Regions from separate parts of the Hordeum vulgare genome. Here region 2 is linked to region 1. Evidence: chromatin contacts called from public Hi-C data. All regions are on one chromosome and are shown on one strand. The core of a region is the stretch at or near the end of the contact, and the rest is flanking DNA. Distances in the headings are between cores, read along the strand shown. Region 1 overlaps LOC123425926 (glucan endo-1,3-beta-glucosidase 1-like). Region 2 holds the start of LOC123425927 (methionine aminopeptidase 1B, chloroplastic-like).

Region 1 (3,133 bases), core at 207-2,706:
CACTATTGTCAAGACAATACCCAACCCTGTCGGAGAGAAGAGGAAAAGATTTGCCCAAGAGCAAGAGGGTGCTAGGAAGGATGTCGAGCGTGCCTTTGGTATTTTGCAATCTCGATGGGACATCGTTCGGTATCCTGTTAATACCTGGAGCATACAGAAACTGTGGGAGGTGATGACTGCTTGTGCGGTCATGCATAATATGATCGTAAAAGACGAGCGTCCGGAACGTCTGAACGATCAAGAGTTTCAGTTTCAGGGTGAGAATGTTGTGCCTGAGCATGGAGGAGCGGCAACGTTTGAATAGTTCAACCAATTTCATCAAGACATGCGTGATTGGGAAACTCACATGCAACTGTAAAATGATTTGGTTCAGCATATGTGGGCTCATGTTGGCAACCAATAGATTTATCTTCTTTTATTCGTTTGCAAAACTATGTGCGAACTATGTGAGACATTTTTTATTTTTATTCAGCTTGTAATAACTATGCTATTATCGGTCCAAATTATGTTATTTCATTTAAACTATAAAAATCATGCAAAATAGGGCGGCCAGCCGGCCACGCCGGCACATACGCGCTGCCGACCCATATCTAAAACAAAACGGACGCCGGGCGGACGGCCGACCCAAACGGACAAAAAACGGACGAAATCGCTGTATGTTTGGATCGGTCTGTTGGAGTTGCTCTAATGCAATTAGCCAGTGCAAGTGTTATTCTTCCGGCTTCATTTTTCATTCATATAGGAGCGACGCCATTGTGGCGCCCCAAAAGTAGATGGCACTCATGGAAGACCATTCCGGAAAGTTGTTCGGTTTGTCTTATCATTGGAGATTGGAGATCACTTTGCAAATAGCATTTCCATGGCAAAGAAAGTTGCAGTTGGTGTTTATTCCATTGATGTGGTTAGGTGAAGGGTTGCTTTTCCTTCTAGTTCTAGGTAGGGGTGTGACTAGTGCAGCAACCAAGTGTGCTCTCTGGTAGGAATTGTTACTTCGTGTCAAGTCAAGGAAGGTATGACTTAGGTCCTCCGGTCGGGGCCTGATTAAGCCTATATTGCCCAGCTTTTATCAGAGTTCGGAAAATCGCAAGCCAACCTCTGAGGCTTGATGGAGTATGACCGCTCGAGAGGATTGTTCAGATATAACCTTTCCAATTCTGAGCTTTTAGATGCCAACTCATTAGTGCTACCAAAAGGTTGGTTCAGAACAAACTAGATCATTCATTTTGCAGCATCACTTCTGAAGCTTGGCAATGCACGATTCTGCTAACTCATCCGTCGTCCAGGTCCCAGCTTTCACAGACTTATTTAATATGACACGAGTCCATGGCCACTTAAGCGAAGCTGAGCTGGTTCTGGCTGTAGATTGTTTGATAGTACTCTGCCAAGTCTGCGAGAGTGTCTTGATCTGACTGGGGGCACGAGCACCCTCAGCCACAGCGCCATTTCACAAAGAGAAAATGGGCGCCACAAGGGTGCAAAAAAGAATCCCCTTTCTCGCATGTGAGTAGGAGCAACGATATGTTCACATCACATGCCAAGGCCAGGCTACTGCATTTGCACCTCTTCAGTCTTCACTCCCATCACTTTCCTCAGCTTTATCATCTCATTCTTCTTACCAGGCTTATTTCTATGCAAACAAAAAAAAAACATTTCCTGACTCTGTTACCTCTGAAATTATTTTAAATTTGATTTTTTTCAGAAAAGGAATTTTTAATTTGATAATAGGGCCTTAGAATGTCATCTGAACTCAGTGGGTGAAATGATTGCTGTTTTACTTGTTCTCCTTTCATTAAAATATAATAATCATCACGGTTTTGCATGCATCTTCGTGCTTGTTTTTCGTGGTGTCAAATATGGCTGCATTGAATCGTCCTCCTGTTCAATGACTTGCATACTTGAGAATGTAATGTCTCAGAACTGTTTCAGGTAAAGATTGCTACTCCTAAAAAAAAGTACGAGAAAAGTAGGGTAATTGTAATGTATAGGTCTCGCATACATTATGGCATGTGGCATGCTTCAAAAGCTAAAGCTGAGATCTGAGATCTTTCTTGTTACATATGATTACGTACGTGTAGATATTCCTGCATTGGTACGCACTGCATTTTCATGTGCAACCTACTTGGCTGGAGGTTTCAGCATTGTTGGGTAGCAACGGGAATCTTTGGAGTTCTGCCTTTTCGCGGGGGGGGGGGGGGGGGGGGGGGATATCATACCTTGCCATATTTGATACAGTATTACACCTACACAAAGTCTCGTCATCATCAACCTTCTTGTTTCATGACATGCAAGTACTAAATTGACCCTCTATGTAGATGTGTCCGTTTAACTGCTTTCGTGTCCTATGATCAACAGATGAACTGTGGTCAATAACATTTTCGTTACCACGATGCCTTGTTTAACATGGTTCACCGGTATTGACACAGAGGCCCTGCTTAGGAACTGAGGCACTCTTACCATCTTACAAGAACTTTTATCGAGTTAATGTAGAGAAACTGAAGTATCGAACTCACCCCCGCAAACAAAAAAAGTACTGAACTCACACTAGTTGCAACCAAGTAGGAACCTCTTCGGACAGTGGTCATTGTCCTGAACAAAAGCAAATTTGATAATGATTCTTCGCTATGAAATGTACTACTCCATCCGATCCGAATTAATAGCAGCATCAATTAATTTGGATCGGAGGGAGTAGTAATATTATGTTAGAGAAAAACTAAGGGAAAATATGAAGTTCATGCTGGGATTTTTTGGATCTGGATGCCATCTAGGCAGACCTTTCGAAATTCATAATAGGGTTCAAGAGTCAAAGACAAAGTGTGTACATGCAAGTGGCCCACTGGAGTGTATGTGGGGAGCATGTATTGTTTGTCTGGTATGGGAATAGTATTATTATGGACAGTTGCGTATGGCGTTCTCCCATTCTTCTTCCCCGGTTGATTTTTCTATACACAGCCATGTTACAAAGTGCTGATACATATTAACAGTTCACTGGGGTCTCAACATTTAGTATTTCTGTATCCTATCTACTTATCTTTTTAATAAGTGTCAATTAGTCATTGATTGGTACGAGAAGTACCGAACGAAAGCTATGTGTACTTGGCCGACCTAGATGTTAGGACGCCAATGGGGATGCTGT
Region 2 (3,133 bases), core at 382-2,881, 120 kb before region 1:
TCACCGTGGCCAAGGATGCTCGTCGTCGACTGCACCTCCCGTTCCCTTGCCGTCCTTGTAGTGTCCGGTTTCCCCGTCTCCGCCACGATTCCAGATCTGGCAATCGCCCGCGTAGCCGCGACAATGAGATGAAGGAGAAGAATACGATGGAAGCACTGAGTCGGATGCCGGAAGCAAAAAAAAAACCGCATGAACACACATCTGATGGGCACCTGGTCGCGACAGACGAGGCATGCCTAATCTCGCGCGATCGAACGATGCGTGAGACGCCCGCTCGCGAGGAAGCGTGCATGTAGCTAATGGAGGATGGTCAGACTACTCGTGATGTAGTGGTTTCGAACACGCTACCATGGTCACCACCACCGACAAATCAGGTTGCACTATCTGTTGATGGGGCCTTCTCTTCGGTGGATGGCTCGGCGGTAGCCGGCATGATATTAAGGAGACATGATGGAAGTGTGATTTTTGCTGCGTATCGTTGCCTGTTTAATTGCAACGACACACTAGAGGCTGAGTTGCATGCACTAATGCAGGGTATGGCACTAACGGCTCAATATAGTGATGTCCCTATAATTGTCCAATCAGAGTCCTCGAAGGCATTAACATCCCTAACCGGTGACAACCTGTCCTGGTCGGCATATGGACATTTGTAGCTGAGATTAAACATCTTATGATACATTCTGAGTTTATTCCATAGAAGATTAAGCGGGAGCAAAACATGATAGCAGATGGATTGACATTGTATAGTCGGACTGATAGTGTGATTGTTGTATGGCTATATCATGGATCACCATGCATCGAGGAACTTTTGCCTCTCGGTTGTAACCCTAGTATATGGAAATAAAACTCTTTACACCGGCAAAAAAAGGGAAAAGATTTCCGTCAGTCGGATGAAAACAAGAAATATCATCTCCTTGCTCTTCCGTCACGTGGCTCTATGAACCGACGCATCGCACTCACCGTTTCCCCATCCCTCATCTCTCTCCATCTTATCTCTTTCAACAGTTTCTGCAACCCGTTCATTGTTTCAGAAATTTGTTTCTGCAAACACGGGCACTATTGCAGAAAGAGGAAGGAAAATAATTCTGTAACAAAGCGATTGTTTCTGAAACTCGACCTTTGTTTTAGGAATTAATGGGTTGAAAATTTATTTTTTGCAACAAAGCGATTGTTTCTGCAATACGTCCACTGTTGCAGAAAGAGGAATGATTTTTTTGTAACAAAGCTATTGTTTCAGAAACTCGAGCGTTGTCTCAGGAATTACCGAGTGCCCAGCCGAAGCGCGCGCAAAGAAAAATACTACAACAAAGCGATTATTTCAGAAACTCGAGCGTTGTCTAAGAAATTATCGGGTGCACAGCCGAAGTGCGTGTGAAAAAAAACTGCAACAAAGCGATTGTTTCAGAAACTCGAGTGTCGTTTCAGAAATTACTGGATGCCCGGCCGAAGCCCCACATGTGGATCGGCTGGATGAAGATAATCAAACAGCTGTGAAGGTGGTGGATCGTTGGAAATAACCCACCCGTGGTGGCGCGTTGCCCCAAAAAAACTAAGTGTTTTTTTTTCTTCTCCTGTAATTATTGGGTTAAACAAGTGTGGTATTTTTTTTCTCCTCTTCTGCTGGCGCTGGAAAAAAAAACACGCATAGCCGAAAGCCGAAACCTCCCGGTGCCGGCGGCGTCTCATCCTCAACGCACATCCCCTCTCTCTGCTGCACTCCTCTTCCCTTGTACCCGCCGGTCTCCTCTTCCTCGAACACGGCCGCCCCGGCTCCGTGTCCTCGACCACGACACCTCCACCGACGCCGTGCGAATCCCCATGGCCATGTCACCTGGAGCGTCGTGTTCCGGCGTTCCTGTACCACCCCGGCCGGCCGGAACCCACACATTCCTCCTGCCGTCGGCTCCCCCGTTCGTCTCAAAGTGCACCATCAATCGAAGAGATCCTCGGACGCCCTCTTCTTGTTTGGGTAAGGAGCCTGCTCAGCTTAATTGCTTGGGTGGTTTGTTCTACTGCCAATAGCCGTCTATTGTTCAAAACGTTTTGGGATTAACCGAGCTGAAACTACAGTAGAATTCGTAGCTGATTCTTTTTTGCTGTCTTGCTGTAGGTAAAGCAATAACGCCAAAGCGCTGCTTTGTCGTGGCTGGCGGACTTACTTGGGTTGATGGGGTTGAAGAAGAGCTGATGGAGCTACAAAAGTACGATTTCCGTTACTACTACGCTGTGCTTAAGCTTCTGTTGTCGCTTCTTTTATCATGTCGTCAGGATTTAGCAATAGCCGTAGCCATTGGTCTTGACCTTAGATTTCACACTTAGTGTGACATCTAGAGTACCTTGCTCTGGAGCTCTAAGTCAGTATACAGCTAACCTTCTGTTCTTATTTGATGACTCCGTAAACACCCTTACACATTTGAAGGACACAAGAGGAAAGCTCAGTGAAGTTAAAGAAGAGGCCGCCTTTGAGGCGTGGAAAGGTCTATCCCCAACTTCCTGTACCAGAACACATTCCAAGACCTTCTTATGTGGGTGCAAACATACCGCAAGAACTACCCGCAGTGCGCCAAATACACAACGCAGAAGGTATCACTGGGATGAGAGCTGCTTGCAAACTTGCTGCCCGTGTACTGGACTTTGCGGGAACATTGGTTAAGGTATATTCTTTTTTTCATACATAACTAGAATCCTTTTGTATCTAAATCATCTGAAGACTCTGCAGTGTACACGTCATAACAGTAATTATTCCACCGTCATTTCAGCCATCAGTTACTACAAATGAAATCGACAGGGCGGTGCATCATATGATAGTTGAGGCGGGTGCTTATCCTTCTCCACTTGGCTATGGTGGATTTCCTAAAAGTATCTGCACATCAGTAAATGAGTGTGTCTGCCATGGACTACCTGATTCAACACAGCTGCAGGTTCTGTAGGATGGAATTTGCATCTTCCTTTCTTTATTTTTGTGTCATGCCTATGTATTGTAGGATGAAAAATGTTGTTTCTACTGCAGAATGGAGACATCATAAATATTGATGTAAATGTGTTCCTAAATGTAAGTTCTCTCTCCTAAGATTATGCATATGCTTAGTTGGTATGTTTGGCATAGAGTCGGATTTTACTGACACATTCCCTA

Evidence for each region. Hi-C and Micro-C count contacts between places; a contact is called where the count stands out from the background.
Region 2: a contact with region 1 is called in a Hi-C map of leaf, with 2.9 times the contacts expected there. The contact joins the promoter of LOC123425927 here to the enhancer-like site in region 1. A contact is called at or near these places in 3 of 6 Hi-C or Micro-C datasets (leaf and seedling).

What each region holds. Positions count from the first base shown.
Region 1 is chr2H:222,148,439-222,151,571 of MorexV3_pseudomolecules_assembly, reverse strand. All of the region lies in intron 2 of LOC123425926 (glucan endo-1,3-beta-glucosidase 1-like), which reads left to right. Among protein-coding and RNA genes, the nearest start is that of LOC123425926, 5.2 kb to the left of the region's middle. Within about 2 kb of position 1,456, at least 3 of the 3 cell types and tissues checked have open chromatin away from gene starts, as enhancers often do. A contact at or near this core is called in leaf and seedling, where this site is marked.
Region 2 is chr2H:222,267,331-222,270,463 of MorexV3_pseudomolecules_assembly, reverse strand. It overlaps LOC123425927 (methionine aminopeptidase 1B, chloroplastic-like), which reads left to right and starts at 1,631. Exons shown (of 11, transcript XR_006621953.1): 1 at 1,631-1,969; 2 at 2,111-2,201; 3 at 2,420-2,654; 4 at 2,760-2,921; 5 at 3,011-3,052.